Regions from separate parts of the Mus musculus genome. Here all the other regions are linked to region 6. A link is a contact called in public Micro-C and promoter capture Hi-C data. All regions are on one chromosome and are shown on one strand. The core of a region is the stretch at or near the end of the contact, and the rest is flanking DNA. Distances in the headings are between cores, read along the strand shown. Region 1 holds the start of Sp8 (trans-acting transcription factor 8). Region 2 holds the start of Ncapg2 (non-SMC condensin II complex, subunit G2). Region 3 holds the start of Esyt2 (extended synaptotagmin-like protein 2). Region 4 holds the start of Itgb8 (integrin beta 8). Region 5 holds the start of Wdr60 (WD repeat domain 60). Region 6 holds the start of Cdca7l (cell division cycle associated 7 like).

Region 1 (3,073 bases), core at 568-3,067, 1.0 Mb after region 6:
AGAGAGAAACAGGACATTTATGGTAAGCGTTAGCTTTCAGAGAAAGAAAGCAGTTCATTAATTTACTTCACAGTTACTTCTAAGTATGTGGATGTCCCTTACTCCCTTAATCAATAGATATGATGTACAGTCAATACCCCTGCACATGAAAAAAAAAAGGCTCAGAAGTGCAAATCCCTGCACAACAAACATTAGGTCTAACTGTGCAGGTGAAATTTATGCAAAGGATGAAGCCCTACTTTGGACTTCTGCATAACCCAGGAGAATTAATTTTTGACATCTTCAGAACCTGCAATACACTTGAGAACAACCAATTAAAAAAAAAAAGTCTCCCAAGTCAAAACACATCAGTTCTGTCATCTACTCACATTTTAATCAATTCCCCTTTAGTATTAGACTTCTGAGAGTCTTCCTAACAGGGTAAAATAGGAATTATTGTGGTTTTAAAATGCATGAATATTCAACAAGACTCCAAGGACTAGATTTTCTCCTTTCATACTGGTACTGGCCTTTTTGTGGCTTAAGAATTTCTGTTGTGGTGACCACAGAATTGTAATGACATTTCTGAAGGCAACTAATAATAAAAATAGCAAGTAAGTGACTAAAACGCAGAGAATTTGAAGTAAATGCGCATGATGACTCGAACGCACTGGTAGATGGCTTGCTCAAACCATAGATGCTCCTATAAATGCAGCCCGAAAAGCTCACCTCCATTCTTACATAAATAGTACCAACAGATTTCAGTCATTCTGATTTTTCTGTCAGAAAGGCACAGTGGGGTTACCTGAGAAAACTTATAAACTGGGTAAAATGCTCCTCAATTTCTCATCCAATGGGAGAAAAACACACCCCCTCTTACTCCTCTTTCCATCTAATCCTTTTGTAATTTTACTGCATGCCAAGGGGCAAACACACCTCCTCCAGGACGTGCACTTCCAAAGCTTGAATCCCACCTCTGGTAGAGGGTAAGGGCGGCCAGATCTAAGTAAGGACTCAAAGGCGCAGGCGCACACTTGCACCATATCACTACCCCCTTTCCAATCTTTCTATTTGACCGAAACATCAGGAAATGGAAGGTAAGTATCAAGATTTTCTTCAAAACTATACTGAAAGAGTCCAGGAAGCTGGGGGGGGGGGGTCACTCCTTTTTTTATGTTCAAAGGGCAGAGGAAGTTAGTAACTTGAAGATAGGACTTGGGGCGTTTATTTACTGGCCTCACTCAACTTCGCAGTTTCTCTATCCAGACCGCCAATCTCTTAGGCACGTACACTTTATTGTATTGTTTCGGTTCCCTACCCCTAGCTTTGGTGCTCGCGCGCACGCACACGTCGGTCTTCCCTCTCGATCGCGCGCACCCACTCTCCACCTACACCAAACGGGTGCACGCCTCTCCACACCCGGGATTGAACGTACTGTCGCTCCTGACTCCCTACGGTAGAAGGACTCAGTTACCTTACACACTTTCCAGCTCTGTCCCTGACCCCTTTTGTCACACACGTAGTTACTCGGCCCGCTCTCGGTGGTTGTACGACCACTCTCTGCCCTTGCTAGGTCACGGTTTTTGCGACCCTGCCCAGTTACCCCTCCGCTTTCTACACTGCTCTCTCCGAGGTGGGTCACACTCGCGATCATTTTTCACGCGCGCGCACACGCACACTCTGCGACACTCGCACCCCCACACTCCCGCCGGCGCCGATGACCTCACGGCGCGCGCGCCGCGCGGCCCGGCGAGGCCACAGATTGGCTGGCCGCGCCTCCGCGGCACTTCAAAGCCGGAGAGGGAGCTACAATTGTGGCGGAATGGGCGGAACTGATCATTGTATTGCACACCTCTAAAAAAAACACTGCCTCTGATTTATCAATATAAAAAAGATCCTCTGAGAGGAGGAGGGCGCTTCTGTGTGATGGCAACTTCACTTCTAGGGGTGAGTCTCAGGATCTTCTCTTGCTGGTTTAATTAGTTTCCTTTTATTGCCTATCGGAGGGGGTTAAAGTCGCCCCGGCCAGGCCACGGGCTATCAGTCTCTCTATTGAGAGCCACCACCACCCCCCTAAATACAAGTGAGTTTAGAAAAAAGAAAGGGGGGGGGGAGGAGGCAGAGCCACTTTTTTTTTTTTCAGCACAGGAAAGGTTCGTAGGGCATTGAGACCCGCCACCTCGCAGAGCCTGGCCGCTCCCTGCTCGGGAGAACTGAGCATAGCCCCTAATACACTCGACGATTTCGAAGGGGAACGCGAGTAAGTTTTTCCCTCCTGGGCATACTGCAGATTCTCCCCCTTCCCCTTAATATTTTTCCTCAGCCCGGTTTGTATTGCAGGTACGTTGAGCTCGTCTTATTTCTACCATTATAGAGAGATATATATTGAGAGAGAGAGATGAAGGGGGTGGAGAGAGAGAGAGAGAGAGAGAGAGAGAGAGAGAGAGAGAGAGAGAGAAGAAAAAAATGGAAGAGCGAGTAATGGAAGAGCCGGGGAGAAGCAACTAAGGATGGGTTGAGGGGGATCTGAAAAGAGTTTTCAAAGCTCTCTTGGGATTGCAGTGTAGTGATCTTAAACGCAATCCAGAAATTTCCCCAGGTTGTAAGGTAAAAAGGAAACTTCTCCCTCCCTAGTCTGGATTTGGACTTTCTGTTCGTTTGATCGAAAGCGTCTAGGGCTTTGTGAACACAAGAGTGCCGTCTTAGTTGAGAATTCTTGTTAAACTCTTCTTTAGCGTGGCGCTTTGCTCCAGAATCAGACGCTCGCCGCCAAACTTGTCCCCTCCTGTAGAGTAGGAGGCAGCCGGGCGCCGGGGCAGCTGGGGGTGCAGGGTAAGTTGGTGGCAGTGTGCAGCAGCTAGAGATGGGGAGCAGTGGGGCGTCTGGAGGCTACCAGGGGACTAATACACATTTCTTTCCTCCCTCCCCCACCGGCCCTTTGCCCACTACCCCTCCCCCACCCTTCTTCTCTGCTCCGGTCTCAGGAAGAACCGAGGTTGGGATCCACTCCTCTGGCCATGCTTGCTGCTACCTGTAATAAGATCGGCAGCCCCAGCCCGTCTCCCTCCTCCCTGTCGGACAGCTCTTCTTCCTT
Region 2 (3,419 bases), core at 597-3,096, 1.4 Mb before region 6:
GGCTAAATAGGCGATTCTTGGTATCTGGGGGCATGGGAGTGGTTGGAACCCGATCCAAGGAAGGAGTGTGAGCCTTGGTCGGATAGTCTGATGGAGACCCAGGGATGGTAGGCCTGGGAAGCAGTAACGAAGGCTTTTCAACTAGAACAGGGTTAGGTCCTACTGGTTGGGTCGGGGGCTACTGAGGCTCAAACGAACCATGACTGATGACCCAGGCTTTCCACTATAGTCATAAAAAACTAATCCCCACCGCATGCCCCTTATCCATGCCTTGATGTCATATTTTTTTCCTGTGTCTGTAAATTTGATCAGTACTCTGTCTAAATCATCGGGGCGACAGTCAGCCCTTTTATACAGTTCCATTACGGTGTGCTTTCCAGGCCCTGAGTTCTGAAAAGAGAACTCAGCCCTGTCAGGAACATGACCACTAGCCCATTTCCAATCACCATCGTTGGAAGTAACACAATTCCATTGGCCACAATAATAGGAGGCTGACCCTCCGCATAAGGACCACTTGCTGTGCTCTGGGCAGCAGTAGAATCCATAGCTTCTTACTAGATTAGGGGGAGTGCTTCTAGCAGCTGGAATTATCTGTTTGAGGCAGAAGGCTAGGTCTGGCCACCATGTCCCTGGCGGCGCTGTTTTGGAGGTGGTAAACAAGACCTGATCCGAATCAGGACCGAGAACTTGCCAAGTTAGAGTCAGAGGCTGGTGTGGGTTGTGGTTCTTTAGGCCCAGGGTGACTCCTGTGACCCAAGCGAAGCTTAAGAGGATTGTCAGTGGCTGCCACCATCCAGTTGTCTTCATCTTGGCTGGGTGCCTTTTTGACGTGGGAGGCATGGATCCAAGCAGCGATCCCGTCTACTTTTACTGCCGTGGGGGTGGTCAACAGCACCAGATACGGTCCTTTCCACCGGGGCTCAAGCGTGCCAGTGCGATGTCGTCTGACCAAGACTGAGTCTCCAACCTGGAACCCGTGAGGCACTGCTATGGTTCCCGGAGTGTAGGCTTCTCTGATCTGGTTGCAGATCTGTGTTTTAACAACCTCTAGGGCCTTTAGGTGAGCAAAAAGAGCAGAGGGTGAGGATGAGTCAGTGCCAAGATCCAATATCCCACCTGACTCAGTTAAGGGAGGCGGTCCCCCAAAGAGAATCTCATAAGGGGTAAGACCGAAATGTCCAGGAGTGTTTCGGACCCTGAGGAGCGCAAAGGGAAGGAGAGTCACCCAGTCCTTTCCGCCGGTCTCCATGACTAATTTAGTAAGGGTCTCTTTTAAAGTCCTACTCATTCTTTCTACCTGTCCTGAGCTCTGGGGCCTATAAGCACACTTAGAAACTTCCAATTAGTCCCCAATTGTGTGGCCAATTCCTGACTTACCTGGGCAACAAATGCGGGCCCATTGTCTGAGCCGATTACCTTAGGGATCCCGAACCGAGGCAGGATTTCTTCAAGAATCTTCTTGGTTACCACTTGAGCAGTCTCGGACTTGCTCTCCCTCCTCCGTCTGATATCAGCGTGACGTCTCACCGAGCAGCTGGCAAGGAACACAGAAGCAACAGCAGCGCTCCCAAGGAAGGTGGGTGTGTGTGGGCGGAGGGCGGGAAACACAGCCAGCAGCTCTGCGCCTGCGCATCCCGTGAGCGCGCTAAAGAGACTCCCGCCAGAGGCTCTGAGTCACGCCCAGGAGGCGGTGCTTGGGCCTTGGGGGCGGAGCCTGGCTGCAGAGCTGTGGGGGATATGGGCGTGGCCGGGACGGCGTCAGATCTCGTGAGAGCGGCGACTGGTGACGGGGTGGAGGGCGGGAGCGTCCGGGGTATACGCGGGTGTGTTTGAATCTGGTCCGAGCGCGGGAAACTATGGGTCTGTGGTGAGGTGAGCGCCGCGCGGTGAGTTGGGTGGGAGGTGAGTAGGACTCGGCGGCCGGCGACCGCGGCTGGGCGGCGGACACCGTCGCGGGTCTCACGTCCGCGGCCGCCATCGGTTTCGAGCGCTTGTGGAGCGGGAGGTGCTGCGGGAGGGCAGAGCGGGATCCCCCGGCTGACTGGGAAGGATCCCAGACCGAGAAGCGGGGCTCGCCAGGGAGGATCTCAGCCTGGAACCCGGGTTCACTAGGTAGGACCTCAGACTAGGACGACCCCGGGAGAGGGCCCGAGTGTGACTGGCGAGGACTCCGGAAAATGACCTGCGCACAGTAGGGAGGCTCTCAGGCAAGGACCTGATGCAGACTACGGAGGACCGGGGACGCAGACCTGAGTCTGACTAGAGAAGACCCCTGAGAAGGAGCCTGGGTGAGTAGGTAGTACCAAAGACCTGCACCCGGGTTGACTAGCGAGAACCCCAGCCCTGACCAGAGAATGACATGGAAGATCCTGGCACGGGGCTGGGGAGCTGACTAGGGAGGACAGCAGTGTTGACACTTAACTGGGGCCTGACGTGGTGGTGAAGACGCTGGATTTATTCTTGCACTGACATAAGGGAGGAACCCGAACCTATACCTAGGACTGATCTAGGGAGCAACTTAGTTATGAACTAAGGAAAGAGAAAAATCAAGATACGGAGTCACGGTTTGTAAGTAGCATATGTAGACATTATATGGCATACTAAGTTGCCAAAGACATGTACTTAAGTAAACAAAGTGACCATAATTAGTAAAGTGGTGATACTGGCAACCCACCTTTCCCTCTCCATTTTATTCATCACAAAAAAGTTATGGTTCACAATTCAGCCATTTGAATCGGGGAATGAAGTGGCTATATTTAAAATTTACTAATATGAGGAGTTGTCAAATTGAGGTTATTTTCTACTTTTATTCAATTTAGAATAGGAATGCATATTTATTGTGATTCACACTCTATAATTAATGCCAATAATTCTCCATATTGCTGTATTTCTAAAGGTATGAGAGATTTTCAAATTTATTCTTAAGATGAGAAGACCTGTTGCAAATATCATTTGTTGTAACTGTATTGTTAGGTTTTTGTTTTGAGTATGTCATCGTAGCACCAGGTGTAAAGGTAAAATAGGATGGCATTTTACCTGGGAGATCACATGTAGGAAGAAGAATGAGCAAGGTCCCCAGAGCTCTCATTATCCTGTAGGTGTGCAGAGGAGGGGAGGGTGCTGGAGTGGGGCACAGATGCACTGCCTAACAAGCTCCCAGGTGACCTCAGGGCTGTTTTTGTGGTTTTACTTCCAAGTCTCTCTCTTGAAAAACAAGAGAGAATTGTTGGGTGGGATCTTCTTGGAGGAATGGGACTTTAGAAGTGGAGTCTGCAGAATTCAGATGTGGAGATGAGCCTGACCCTATTGCATAAGTCAGGTCTTTCTTCCCAAGCCAGCATCTAAAAGGCTAAACGTAAGAGAAAGTAAGATTCCTGAGGCAGTTTTAATTTCTTGTTGCTTTCATTGTAGTTACATTG
Region 3 (3,433 bases), core at 604-3,103, 1.6 Mb before region 6:
TGCTGTGGGCAGATCTGGATGTGGATCTCACAGCTGCTTCTACAGTGCCATATTTGCCTGCATGCCACCGAGCTTCCTACCATGATGATAATGTACTCAATCTCTGAAACTGTAGGCCAGCCCCAATTAAATGTTTCCTTTTATAAGTTGCCATGGTCATGGAGTCTCCCCACAGCAATAGCACTCTATGACACTTTGCTTGGTTTATTGCCCTTTGTCGAGCAGACTACTGCTCTCTTTCAAACATGGCATGTCTCTGAAATGCTGTAATACATATTCACACATACTCACGGGAAAATCTTCCACAGGTGACTTTGCATTTATTTATTTATTTGCATTTATTTGTTCATTCAGAACTTACTACATAAACCAAGGCATTTATTTTTTCAAATACATTGGTGAATCAAAAACATCAGGTTGCAGAAAAGTGGGAACTTTGTTTTCTGTAGGTTTCAGATACTGATGACACTGGTAGCTTTGTGTTGGTGCAAGGTAGTGGTGGGTTAATATTTGAATCACAAGGATTGTGGCATAAAATCAGACACAAGAGATGGGCAATGAATGGCTACTAATGGAACAAAGTATGACCCAGGATAACTTGGCTCTGAATCTGCAACATTCCACAATCATAGTCGTGGAATTATCCTCCTGGAAAATTTTCTTAAAAATTATGCCTCTGTGTGTGTGTGTGTGTGTGTGTGTGTGTGTACAGGCGATTGTGAAGACCAGAGGTATTAGATCCCATGGAGCTTTAGATACAGGTGCATGTGAACAGCCAGATGTGGATTTTGGGAATTGACTCAGGAATTGGGTTCTCAGGTGCTGGGCCATCTCTCCAGCTCCTCTTTAGCAAACTTTAAAGCAGATGTCTTTTTTTCTCTTCTCTTCCCTTTCCTTACTTCCCTTTTTTCCTTTTTCTTTTTTGCAAGCTTCACATATGTCCCCTCAGATGTCCCCTAAGAGTTTGGCCTTGACGGGGGTAGGGGGTGGTGGACCCTGGCTGCCTTTTTTTTTTTTTTTTTTTTTTTTAAATCTTCATGACAACTGTGCTTTCCTAAGCTCACTGGGGCCATTTTGTTTGGGAAGTCAGACCTGAAGGAGTACTAGACCCAGAGGCGCCACCACACAGTAAGGCCTCAAGGTAAATTTTACTGCAGCAGGCGCAAAGTTCTCATTCCACAGAGGCAGGCCCAGGAGCCATCCTCTCACCCTAGGAACCTGCAAGTTCAAGTTCTCCGCCAGGGAGCTAGGACAGGCAAGAGGTTGGCTGACGAACGCCGAGCTCTCCGCTAAGCTGGAAAGGACTCAGCCCGCTAGCCTTCCCACTAGTCAGGGCCATTGCTCCCTTCCAACACCCGCGGAAGCCACACCTCCCTCTCCGGCCGTCCCTGCGAGCCAAGTCCGGGTGTGTCCCCCTGGCGCGGCGCCCACCCTCCGAGGGCGCAGACCGAACCGCCCTCACAGGTTAGGGGCGGGGCCTGCCTGGCGTGATGGCTTCGCCTGCAGCCCCTTCTTGGTGTAACGACCGGAGAGTAGCAGCACAGCAACCCCAGCGCAGAGGCGGGTCCGACCGCGCGATGACACCAGGCACAGACCATTCGCCGCCGGGGGATCTTTCCTGAGGGCGCGGACGAGGGAGCGGGATCCGGTTGGCGACTGACACGTCGCCCCGCCCTAGATTCTTTCAGGGTCGGCTGTCTCTGAACAGTGGATCCCAGTGAGGAAGAGTCGGGCGCATGCTGATTGCGTCACCAAACCACGCACTCAGCCCGAGCAAGCCCCTCTCTGGGAGAGGCCTCGGTGGGGGAGGGCCCTGCGCACTGTGATGACGGCAAGTCCCGCCCGTTTGAGGAGTGGAGCGGTGGAGCCCGCGGTCCCCCTCAGTGGGGCGCTGGCGCGCGGGCTAGAGCGACCTGCGGTCCGTGGGAGAGCCGCGCCCGCCTCGGCAGGGAGGAGTGCTCAGCGCGGCTGGAGATGAGTAGCGCGGGGGGCGAGGGGCCGGAGGCCGGTCCTGGCCGGGCTGGGGGCCGCTCCGAGCCCGAGGCCCCGGGCAGCGCTCTGAGTGTGGACTTGCCGGGGCTGCTGGGGCAGCTGGCGCGCAGCTTCGCGCTGCTGCTGCCGGTGTACGCCCTGGGCTACCTGGGGCTGAGCTTCAGTTGGGTGCTGCTGGCGCTCGGGCTGCTCGCCTGGTGCCGCCGGAGCCGCGGCCTCAAGGCCAGCCGCCTGTGCCGCGCGCTGGCGCTGTTGGAGGACGAGGAGCAAGCTGTGCGCCTGGGAGTGCGCGCCTGCGACCTGCCCGCCTGGGTGAGTGTTGCCCCCCCAGACCTGAGCGGAGTCAGGTCCGCACCACCCTTCTCCCCTTCTCAGTGACGGGTGGGGAACTCAAGCCCCAGCCCGAGTGAAGTGTCAGCCACCGCTTGTTCCGAATCTCCGTCCGATCCGGGATCCGCACAACCAGGATCCCGGACCGAGTCAGGTGTGCGACCTTACTGCTGTCTGCCTCTCCTGCTGTAAACTGCTGTCTGCTGTCAGCACTCTGCCCACCTGCTTTCCTCGGGAGTTCTGGCCACTGTGGCCCACCCCGGCTCTGAGCGACGGTCTGCGTCCGAGTCTCACTTGTGTCAGCGCACCGCCTCCCCCACCTAAGTCAGGTGTCCTTATTGCTGTCCCCACCCTCATCCTGGGCGAGGTGTCCTGGTCATTATCTGCTCCGAGAGTGTCCGCTCTCAGTCCTCTTCCTGGCTTTCAGTCCTCCTCGCCCATCGCTAGCAAAGTGCGCAGGTAGTGAATACTTCCTAACTTGGCAGAACTGGTCATTGTTAGTTGCTGGGCCTCTTCCTCCTCTCATGCTGGCAGTGACTACCGCCCAGAAGCACACTTGGTGGGCGATGAGATCTCAGTTGTCCAGAGCGATTCTGTAAACCTTTTGCAAGCATGGCGCTGCAGGCCTGGAACCGTCCAGATTCTCCTTTCTGATTTAAAAAGTAGTGACAGCCAATATGGGGAGAAGTTAATTAAAAAAATCAGGAAGACTCATTCATTTCTTAGTTGTGTCTAACACGATTGAAGTGTTCCTGAAAAGCTTATGTTAGAAGAATTGAAATGTTTGTTTCATTGTTTAAAATACCAGAGGGAAGACTAGGCACTTTGATATGATCATTTAATATCCAGGATCTAACATATATAGAGGGAGATTTTGAAAGTGTTAACAGTAATGATAAGTTATGGTATTGATTATTTTTTCCTAAAATTGCTTTTTACTTATTGAGTATTTGAACCTATTGGAGAAGGCATTATCATCTTTTTCTCTTCACTGTCTTTCTTAGCAAAGAGTTAGTGTCATAGTTTCAGATAGAAGGAAATAGTGCATATTTTAAGATAAATGTTGCACAATGTTAGGCTTGATGTAAATGTCTGTGGAAGTAGGTAGTGG
Region 4 (3,141 bases), core at 642-3,141, 1.4 Mb after region 6:
GCTCAGTGGAAAATCTGCTGTGGCAAACACATGTTCCATTCAAAAGATACTTGATAAGGAGTGTGACTCTTTCCTTTGTATTAGGTTTCATTTATTTTGAAATCTCAAAGTCTCAAAATAACTACAAAATGAAAGTTGACTCTAGTTTGTCCTGTTTGATACAACTAGGAAAATCTCACCCAAAACTAATGCTAGACAACTATATATGCAATAATTAGAAGAAATTGCCTGGGCTTCTCTATTATAAACTTTTACATATAAGTATTTACTTTAGTTAACTTCAGGAAGAAAGCCAGCACACCAATTTAAAGTAAAGGACTAAATTTCAGTTTTACAACAGAAGTGAGGCTATTAATTAAAACTCCTTTAAGGTTGAGAGACTACAGTAAGTCTCTAATAAAATTTAAGGGATTAGTAACCCGAAGGGAAAAGTAAGTAAGTAAGTAAATAAATAAATAAATAAATAAGGCAATGGTAACTCCATCTGCAAAAAAAAAAAAAAAAAACATTTGGCCTCTATGGTAAATTTAATCCTTAGATTGTTATTATTACTTATTCTGTTTCATGAGTCACCAAGAATACAATGCTAACATGTTAAAGTGCCAAGCCCCCTCTCATGCACTGTCTGACTAGAAATGACTTGGGAAAGGTAGGCATCTATATCTGTTTTACAGATGAAGACAATAAAAGTTTATAGAGAGGTGACCTCTTGGTAACAGAGACCAAACTTAGGGGACAGATCATTTAGCCACAATAATTTAACAATCCCACCCCTCCGCAGGGCAGTGGCTTAAACCATGAATGGATATTCCTCAAGGGCATTAATTCATTCAAGCTGAATGTTATGGCAGAAGAAACTTGTTCTTTCTTAGACCAATAAATGAAAGACTCTTTCCTTTTATAAACCATCTTAGCCACAGGCTCTTAGTGGATGATGCTCCACCCCTAAGGTGAAAAGTTGGGGAATACAGACTATATAGTGATATCCTCAGGAAATACTGGAACCCCCAAACTGCATTCTGTAAGTACAACAGACTCTTTCCCAAACTTCAACTCAAATAAACTTTTCCCAGCACTGTGGACTATTGCTGTCACTTAGGGGTGAAAATGCCTGATACCTGGCTTCTTTATGGAGAACTTTGTTACACACCTGCCCTCCTGAAGTCTCAGCAGGACTGACCAGGACTGACATCTTCCACTTACCTGTCAGGGATGCCCAGGCCATAAGCTCTCAATACCAGCCCAAGACTTTGGGAGAAGGGAAGAAAACAAAGTAAAATAACTTACCACTTTGGCCCAGTCCGAGAACAAGTGAAAATACCCAGGCTGCCCCAAGAACCAAGGCTGGACCTCGCTGGCAGTTGTGCAGAGAGAGCAGTGCAGCAGTCAGAAAAGCCAGGGCCGAGCCGCACATAATGCAAAGCAGCCCGCCCGGTGCCTACTGCCTAGTTGCTTTCCTGATGCGCTCTCCCGACTTGAGAGCGCACCTTGAGGCCCGTGGGCTGCGAGTCCCTAGGACCTTTTCGACAGGCCGGGTTGGCCGACCCAGTTGCTCTCAGTAGGCGATACAGGTATTCGGTCCAGGGCAGCTCTCTGCATCTCAGGGCCCTTAAGGCCCTCCCAGCTCCGCACGGCGGGGCTTGCAGTCTCAACAAAAAGCACCTCCTTGGACAGCCGATGGCCCGCGGGGGCGAAGCAAGTACGGGCTCCACAGTCCGCTCCCAGACAAAGAAAAGAGCTTTTGTTTCTCCCCAGCCGATGGGGCTCTGCTGCATAAATCAGCTTAGCGAAGAGCCAAACACAATCAAACCCAAACAAAGCCTGAGGCTGGGGGGAAAACCACCCTAATGTAATTCACAGGGTGATGCTGCTTTAGTGGGAGGGGACGGCTAGAAGGCCAAGGGGGTGGGGGAGTTGCTGGCGCATCAGTCGGTGCTAGCTTCTTCCACAGGTGGGCAGGGAGGCCAACTCCACTTAGTCGCAGCTAGCAGAGGTTCAGGCGGCAGCGTTCCGATTGGCGGGAGAGGAGACACGGGTGCCAGCAGCTTGGGGAAGCAGCTCCGCGAGCTCCCTAGAAGCTCCTGTCTGCACTCGCGGGCAACCAACAAGGCATCCCAGTTGCTTACTGGGCTAGAAGGGGATGTTCCATGCACCTCGCTGGGAGGGAGCTGCGTACCCTTGTCCTTTCTCGGACTCTGTCGGCTCAGGCGTCTGGCCACCCAGAACCCTGGCAGCTGATGCGTTCTGGGATGAGAGGGAAGAGAGGCAGGCGATGGGCAGGGATGGGGTGATCTAGTTCTGTGGTCCCCCGTGGGGGCTCCCAGCTTTCGGGTGGCTGGGCGTGCTCCGAGCTGAGAGTTGCTAGGAAACCTCCCCACGCTACAGTGCTCCTTGCTTGGGTCGCCAGCAAGCGCAGTGGCGGCCCAGGACAGCAGCAGCAGCAGAAGCAGCAAACAGCTCCAGCTCGGAGTAGCGTGGGCGGGACATTGGTGAGGCATGAAGTCACCGCGGCCCACACTCGCTCTTTGTTTTGCTCACTCCAGCTCTTTTTTCTCCCCCCTCGAATCTAATAGTTGCCATTCCCATCGTTCTCAAGAATTCCTGGTGCGTAGTGGCGCAACAGGAATCGCATGCTGAGTTCTCTTTTCTCTCACCCCCTCGCCCCCCAATTCTGAGTTCCAACGCTTCCATAACGGTATAGGTGGAAAACTTCTCGCAGCTCGAGTGGCAGCATGAACCCCAACATTTCATCCTCTTGCCGCGTGCTCCTTTGTTCAGGAATCCTTACTGGCCCGCAGCTGCTGAATACAAAGTAGATTTCGGGGGCCTCTCCCCTCCCCCAACACTGCTCTCAGAGTATTCACTGCCCGCTTTCCTTGCAGCCTTAAGACCTTGCCCTGTGTCTGATCCCAAATCTGTCTGAGGTCTTCCCAGACTTTGGAGATTTAGACAAGATGTATTCTACTGTCAGATATATTTCGTTGTTCCTTTTGTAGACCCTCAGCCCTGAAAGGGGCAGCCTAGCTTTTTCCCAGGGTCTGTTTGTGGTTCTTTGGCCTTTTGTTGGTTACAATGGATCTTTTGACCTTAAACGCCACCTTCTCAGTAAAAGGAAACAAGAAGTTGCAGATGGCAGCAGAA
Region 5 (3,184 bases), core at 623-3,122, 1.6 Mb before region 6:
TTAGCATTTCTTCTAGGTTGTACCCCATAGTTACCTGGCAACAGCCAGGTGTGCCTGACTCACTGTAAAAGAGGCGGCTTACCCCTCCTCACTCTCTTCTCTCCTCTTGCCCTCTTAACTGCTTATCCTCTGTCCCTTCTCTCCCCATTCCCTTCCTTCCTCTCTTGCCACCTGTTAATGGCTGCTCTCTCCCTCTCCCCCTCCCCCTCTCCCCCCTCTCCCTCTCTTTCCTAACTCCCCTCACCATGCCCTAAGTAAACTCTATTCTATACTATACCTTTACCTCAGGGGGAAGGGATGCCTCAGCATGGGCCTGCAGAGGGACACTCTTCCCCCACACCACACCGCACCCCTACCAAACATATCCCTGGCTTCTTTTTCTTTTTTATAAAACACAACAATGGCAGTTCTAAACATTTATGCACCAGACACAAGAGTGCCTATGTTCATAAAAGAAACACTACTACAGATAAAAACCACAGTGGTAGTGCATGGCTTCAATACCTGACTTCCATCCAGACAGGTCATCCAAAAAAAAAAAACTAAACAGAGAAGTTGCTGGAGTTTAAAAAAGCAAATGAAAAAACAAAACAAACAAAAAATATCGTAAGTCAAATTGACAGACAAACACACACACAAATATCCCACCCAAACTCTAAAGAATATTCTTTCTTTTCCAAAGCTCATGATCACATATTAGAACACAAGGCAAGCCTCAATACATATAAGAAAACTGAAATAGCACCCTGAATCCTATCTGACCACCATGGAGTAAAGCTGAATATCAACAATACCAAACAAACTCATGGACACTGAACAACTTACTACTGAATGAAAATTGAGTCAAAACAAAAATCACAGAGGAAAATAAACTTTTTAAAACTGAATAAAAATTCAACATAGCCAAACCTACAGGGCACAATGAACACAGTTTGTAAGACGAAAGTTCATAGCACCAAGTGTCTCCACCAAAAAACTAGAGAGGTTTTATATTGGTAATTTCATGATGCACCTGAAAGCCCTAGAAAAACAAGAAGAAATAATAACCCCAAAAGAGTAGATGGCACAAAAAAAAAAAAATCAAACTCAGGACTGAAATCAAAGAAACTGTAACAACACAAACCAGTACGAAGAATCAATGAAACTAAAGAGCTGACTCTTTCAGAAAGATCAACAAAATGGGCAAACTTTTACCCAGTAAACTAAAAGATGGAAAGAGAAGACCTAAATTAATTAAAGCAGACAAGGGTCCTTTATAATAGACGCTAAGGTAATTCATAGGATTTATCATGAGTTGTTAATAGGGCCATAAGGACATACTTTAAAAACCTGTATTGCACCAAACCGGAAAACCTAAGAGATGGATTTTTGATATAAACGACCTACCAAAGTTAAAGTCAACAACCTTCTACCTTAACGAGACTCATGTTTCACCTTGCGGCACTTTTTTTTCAGGAGTCCTGTGCCTTCCTGAAGTTGACACTCAGCCTCGCCTCTGGATGAGTCCAGAAACTCCTCCACAAACCGCACCTGGAGCTAAGAAGTGAGAGGCAACAGCAGAGCTGAGACCTCGACCCAAACTCCGCCTCCAGCTCTCTCCTAAGTGCAGGCCCAGGAGGAACCCGATCTCCATTGCCAAGAAAGAGGGGGGTAATGGGGGCGCGGGCCGGACCAGGCTGGGCCCCGCGGCGCACCGACCTTCCCAGGCTCCATCGCTCCTCGAGGCCGGGACAGCCGCGTGTCCTCGGCCCAGCAGGCGCGGGCCACCGGAGGAAGATAAACCCGCCGTCGCTCAGCTCTACCAGCCAGCCAGGCCTGCTGCGACTTGGGTCCCAGGAGGGCCGGCGTCCCCGCCTCCTAGCAACGGGCCGAAGGCGCTGGCCCAGCATGCCCCGCGGCCGTCCCCAGCACGCGCGCCTGCGCGCCCGTGTTTTCTGCAAACACGCAGGAGCCTTTTCTTATGTCTTGAGTTTCTTTGTCTGATCCTTCTTTGACCCTCACAGTTGACAACGAGAGATGGGAAGGAAACGGTGATTGAGCTTTATACTTGAACAAGGCTTTGCCTCCTCAACTCACACCCTATAGACTGTCTTTTCATGAAAATCATTTGTGGCCAACTGCGGCAGCGCACACCTTTAGTTAATTCTATTACAATGGAGACAAGGCAGAAGGATCTTTGTGAGTTCAAGACTAGGCTGTCTGCCTAGCGATACTTAGGAAGTATCTAGATCGTATGTTAGCATTCTGAGCTTTTTCTGCAGATGAGAAGTTTACTATTCGCACACTTTTCTAAGTTACATATTACTGTAACCCACGTTAGAATTTGACTTTCCACTCACTTAACACCACACAAAGGTCACTAAGCCAAATCCTTGTCATACAAAAGGTACTAACATACATTAAGTCTTTCATCTTTGCTTAAGGTCTATTATCTTTGTTTCTACTAATCCAGTACATTTCTTAGAGGGAAGGTAATCTTGGTGTTGGCTGTGGTTTATTTTGGTCCAGTTCTTACAGAATTTTACTGGTTCTTGCCTATGGCCATTTCTGCCTCATGAGCACTGAGGTTAGAAGCAGGCTGCCCCATCTGACTTTTACGTGGGTGATGGTGATCCAGACCCTGGTCTGCGTGCTTGCATGACAAATGCTTTATCTACGGAGCTATCTCCCCAACCCCAGGAGCTACATTTTCAAAAGTTGAAAAAGGTTAAATTTAATAGTATATTTTACCAGAGACAGGCATAAACTGTTATCACTTTAACGTGCAGTATATATTTGAAGTATTAACGTATTTTTAAAAACTTGTAGTGTCTTCAAAATTCTTTACTTACAGAATATGTCAAGACTAGCCACCTCCCAAGTACCCAAAGCCCACATGTGATTAGAAGCTTCTTTAATGAGCAGAGCACACCTGTAACAAAGGGTCTGGATTTCATGACTGGAGAGATGGCTAGAGATGAAAAGGGAGGTGTGTGCAAATTTGTGAAGGGTATTGAATGTCATGACACAAAACTTCTTAATGTGAAGCTACAAAGCATTCAAATGGGAGACAGGTGCTATAGTTGGATGTTGGGATAGGTTCATGGGGAAAGAATAAAGTCAGGTAATGAAGGGGAAGGATCGAGTAAGGAACACCACTCTCTGCTCACTGCAGTCGCCTAAATATTCACACACTGTTCAGATG
Region 6 (3,167 bases), core at 357-2,856:
TAAAACTAGCTTTGATTAATACATTTTTACTGTTCTTCCTGGCAACCTAAGGAAACAAAAAGAAAAACGGGAGAAAGAATGTTGGGTGTACTCTAGAAGCCTGAAAATGTTTTCTGGTTTGGTGGAACGCTGCTGTCGAGGGGTATCTGGATGAATGTTGAGAGAATTCTAGGAAATACTACATATGAAGTAGTCACAGCAATAATACACATTATCCGGGAGAAGTAAAGCATTTTTCTTTTCTTCTGTTTTGAGGTAGGGTCTCAAATTCAGAATCCTCCTGCCCCTGCCTCCACAGAACTGGGATTATAGGCAACTAAGCCAGGCCATGTGCATTTCTAAAGTTAGACACTGTTTTCTTAACTTCATTCCCCAACACTGGTAACATGTTGCTCAACTAACGAAGAAAGCAAGACACCTCTTTCCTTGACGTTTCCTCCTGAAGCCTGAGAGAACATTCTGGCAACTTCAACTATTCATTCAGCAACAACAGAAGGATGAGTACTGGATCCAAGGAGCTGAGACTGGCTGCATAAACTTCTACTCAGGCAAGCTGTTACTGTATCACCTCATGACCCCATCCTGTGCTAAACCTTTCCACTTGTCATTTTTCAGCTCCTCAGGCTTGCTTTGGGCCTCCCACTGTCTCCACTCATTAAATGCCTCAGGCTACTGACTCAAGCTCTAAGTCTTTGATGCCTCCAGCCCACTCCATGCCATTAGATTACCATTCCCCAGTCCCTCATGGCATCTAACTTGTTCCAAGTTTACATGTCCATGCACTTTCATTATTAGATTTATCATTTTTAATCAGTGGTAGGAATTAGGTTACTAATCATTTCAATTATCCATCAAATTAGTGATGGTGACATAATTATCATCATCATGAGATTTGCGTTATCACTATGGTTATTCATATTATCCTGGGGGTAATGGCTCCCAGTCCATAAAGTTCAACCTAGTAGATAGTTTTTGTTTATTCCTGAGTCAGGAGGCCTATCCCAGCATTTCCGCGGTGAGTAGGTGCTAGTGACTAGCATCTAGGCACTTACTGGGGAGCTCTGGCAAGAACGGAGGTCTTGCTTGTAGTGTGTGGTGTGCAGGGTGCTGCGTCGCCCTCTGCCCAGTGTTAGAAAACTTGGGTGATTGGCTTTTGCAGTGAATTGGGCAGCCACTTTTTCGGAGGCGCACAGACCACGCCCCTTACCAACAACAAAGCAAAGCCAGCTCCGCGGCCTCTACGCAACACTCCTGGAACTCAGGCCACGAGGACACGGAGGTTGGCGCTGCGGAGTTTGAGCGGGCCAGGTACCCGGAGCTCAGAGGCGCGTGCAGCCTCAGCTTGAGTCTCCCGCGCGAACCTGAGCGGACGGCTCCACCGCGGACCTGCGCGGTAGGGGGAAGCCCGCGCAACCAAACACGCCGGCCAATGCCGGTCGCGCGCTCCCTTTGCGCGCTCCCGCGCCGGCCTTAAGGCTTGGACCGCAGGTGGAGAGGCCCGGGTGCGGGCGCGTGGCCCGAGGCTGTGCGAGGTTGCGCGGTGCGCGCGGAGCCGCGCTGTCCCCCCCATCTGAACTCAGTGCGCTGTTCCACGGCAAACTCCGCGCGCTGCGTGCTCGGGGCCGCGCCAGCCCGGGTGGCCGCGTGCAGGGCTCAGGGAAGTGAGCCCAGCAGGGAAGATGGAGCTGGCCACGCGCTCCCAGGTGAGGGTTTCCCCCAGCCCTGGTCCCCGGCCGCTTTCTGCATGCCCCGCCCCGCCCTGTCCTGCCGGGCTGGTCCACGCGGAGGGCCGGGTGCTGGGAACTTAGGTCCTGTAGGAGTGCGCGTGGCTCCCTGCTGTACCACCCCGGGTCTGCAGGTTTGGCCCCTGCAGCCGGGGCTCAGGTGGGGATGCCTATTCTGGAGCTGCAGGCCGGGAGCTACGGGGTGCAGCGCCCCGAGACCTGGGGGAGGGGCGCGCGGGAGGGCAGCGTGCAATTTCTCCCCAACCCCCTTCCTCGCCGGAACTGGCACCAGAGGTCAGGAAGATTAAGAAAAAAGCAATTAAAAAAAAAAAAAAAAAAAAAAAAGAAAGAAAGAAATCTCGAGACTCACACTATACCAGTCTTTTATTGAGTTGCTGTAGGTTTTATTCTAGAACTTTAATAAATTTACTACTTGGCAAATGGTAAGTAACATCTTTAGGCCAAGTTAACAAACAACTTCAAGATTGCAAATCTTAAGCGAAGGGCAAATCCATTATGCATTATGGGTCTAATTTAAGTTTTGAAACTTCACTAACACTTGAGAATAAGTCTTCCAAAGGGTCATTGCGTGCCAGGATTGTGATTTCTGTTAGTTTACAGTCTCAAGGTTTTTCTCTACTTAAAATTATCACTCTGTTAAAAAAACGACAACCACAAGACACCTAAACAGACACACACTTTTTAATATAGTGATAAGCAAATCATTTTTAAAAATGAACTAAGAAAAACTTTGAAAAGAGAAGGAATGGCCAGCCCCCTGCTCGTGGGGTGCGGGATATTTTACATGAATGTAGCCTTTCTTGAACTGCGTTTACCCCTGTAGTCTACCTGTAGACTCTGAGCCTGGTGGAACAGCGCCCAAGCTTTACCAGACCTGGCCTGCCCAGGTCTGGCACTTACCTTTGTGCTGGCAAATTAGAGAACTAGCTAGCTGGCTAGATACCAGTGGCCACTTTGTCCAGTTAGTGACCGCTGAGAATGTCCTGAAAGTGGAGGTTTGTGAGAAAGTATTTTAAAAGGTTTCACCAGTGAAGGGAGAAAAGAAAAACTGTACTGAGCTAGACTCAGGCTTTAGGGTTTTTGTTGTTGTTTTTGTTTTGCTTTTGCACGTGGCTAGCCTGAGCTTCTCCAGGAAGTAACAAAACACCTTTGGAAAGGGAAAGTGAAATTGCTTTGTTTTTTCAGGACAGTCTCATTCATCACAGAGTGGTCTCCACTTTCTGTAGAGCAGATTATAGATCTTGCCTCCACTTCTAGATTCAGGATTCTTTCCCTGCTTGGATGCCTGGTGTATGATGTGCTGGGGGTGAACCCTGGGCCTCCTGCATGTTAGGCAAAATCTGCAAACTGGGCTGCAGCTCCAGCCTGGTGGAAAGAGACAGGAGCTTTCGTAGTTCCTCAGAAAATGTAACTCACTGTATC

What was found. Promoter capture Hi-C pulls out the DNA fragments that hold promoters and counts their contacts. A called contact is a pair of places that touch in the nucleus more often than the background predicts.
Region 1: a Micro-C map of embryonic stem cells shows a contact between it and region 6, with 5 times the contacts expected there. The contact joins the promoter of Sp8 here to the promoter of Cdca7l in region 6. A contact is called at or near these places in 22 of 39 promoter capture datasets (the 3T3-L1 cell line, 3T3-L1-derived adipocytes, the C10 cell line and 12 more), 2 of 15 datasets of contacts at CTCF or cohesin (the NIH/3T3 cell line and embryonic stem cells), 19 of 484 Hi-C or Micro-C datasets (the HL-1 cell line, Sertoli cells, embryonic stem cells and 3 more), 17 of 115 datasets of contacts at active chromatin or transcription factors (VIP interneurons, bone marrow-derived macrophages, embryonic forebrain and 9 more) and 5 of 9 other capture datasets (adipose tissue, embryonic stem cells, liver and 2 more).
Region 2: a contact with region 6 is called in a promoter capture Hi-C map of pre-B cells. The contact joins the promoter of Ncapg2 here to the promoter of Cdca7l in region 6. A contact is called at or near these places in 1 of 39 promoter capture datasets (pre-B cells) and 2 of 115 datasets of contacts at active chromatin or transcription factors (astrocytes and large pre-B cells).
Region 3: a contact with region 6 is called in a promoter capture Hi-C map of pre-B cells. The contact joins the promoter of Esyt2 here to the promoter of Cdca7l in region 6. A contact is called at or near these places in 4 of 39 promoter capture datasets (the C10 cell line, hippocampal neurons, liver and 1 more).
Region 4: a contact with region 6 is called in a promoter capture Hi-C map of hippocampal neurons, with 3 times the contacts expected there. The contact joins the promoter of Itgb8 here to the promoter of Cdca7l in region 6. A contact is called at or near these places in 9 of 39 promoter capture datasets (the 3T3-L1 cell line, cranial neural crest, embryonic stem cells and 4 more), 1 of 484 Hi-C or Micro-C datasets (embryonic stem cells) and 2 of 115 datasets of contacts at active chromatin or transcription factors (astrocytes and stem cell-derived neural progenitor cells).
Region 5: a contact with region 6 is called in a promoter capture Hi-C map of hematopoietic stem and progenitor cells. The contact joins the promoter of Wdr60 here to the promoter of Cdca7l in region 6. A contact is called at or near these places in 4 of 39 promoter capture datasets (hematopoietic stem and progenitor cells, hippocampal neurons, liver and 1 more).

Annotation. Positions count from the first base shown.
Region 1 is chr12:118,845,416-118,848,488 of GRCm38.p6, forward strand. Sp8 (trans-acting transcription factor 8) reads left to right here and starts at 1,818. Exons shown (of 2, transcript NM_001379379.1): 1 at 1,818-1,926; 2 at 2,964-3,073. The coding sequence starts at 1,906.
Region 2 is chr12:116,403,590-116,407,008 of GRCm38.p6, forward strand. Ncapg2 (non-SMC condensin II complex, subunit G2) reads left to right here and starts at 1,847. Exons shown (of 29, transcript NM_133762.4): 1 at 1,847-1,872; 2 at 2,113-2,288. D430020J02Rik (RIKEN cDNA D430020J02 gene) reads right to left here and starts at 1,572. Exons shown (of 2, transcript NR_028421.1): 1 at 1,378-1,572; 2 at 1-1,054.
Region 3 is chr12:116,279,369-116,282,801 of GRCm38.p6, forward strand. Esyt2 (extended synaptotagmin-like protein 2) reads left to right here and starts at 1,854. Exons shown (of 22, transcript NM_028731.5): 1 at 1,854-2,304. The coding sequence starts at 1,975.
Region 4 is chr12:119,236,385-119,239,525 of GRCm38.p6, forward strand. Itgb8 (integrin beta 8) reads right to left here and starts at 1,892. Exons shown (of 14, transcript NM_177290.3): 1 at 1,288-1,892. The coding sequence starts at 1,414.
Region 5 is chr12:116,261,153-116,264,336 of GRCm38.p6, forward strand. It overlaps Wdr60 (WD repeat domain 60), which reads right to left and starts at 1,873. Exons shown (of 22, transcript NM_146039.3): 1 at 1,699-1,873. The coding sequence starts at 1,713.
Region 6 is chr12:117,842,255-117,845,421 of GRCm38.p6, forward strand. It overlaps Cdca7l (cell division cycle associated 7 like), which reads left to right and starts at 1,607. Exons shown (of 10, transcript NM_146040.1): 1 at 1,607-1,703. The coding sequence starts at 1,680.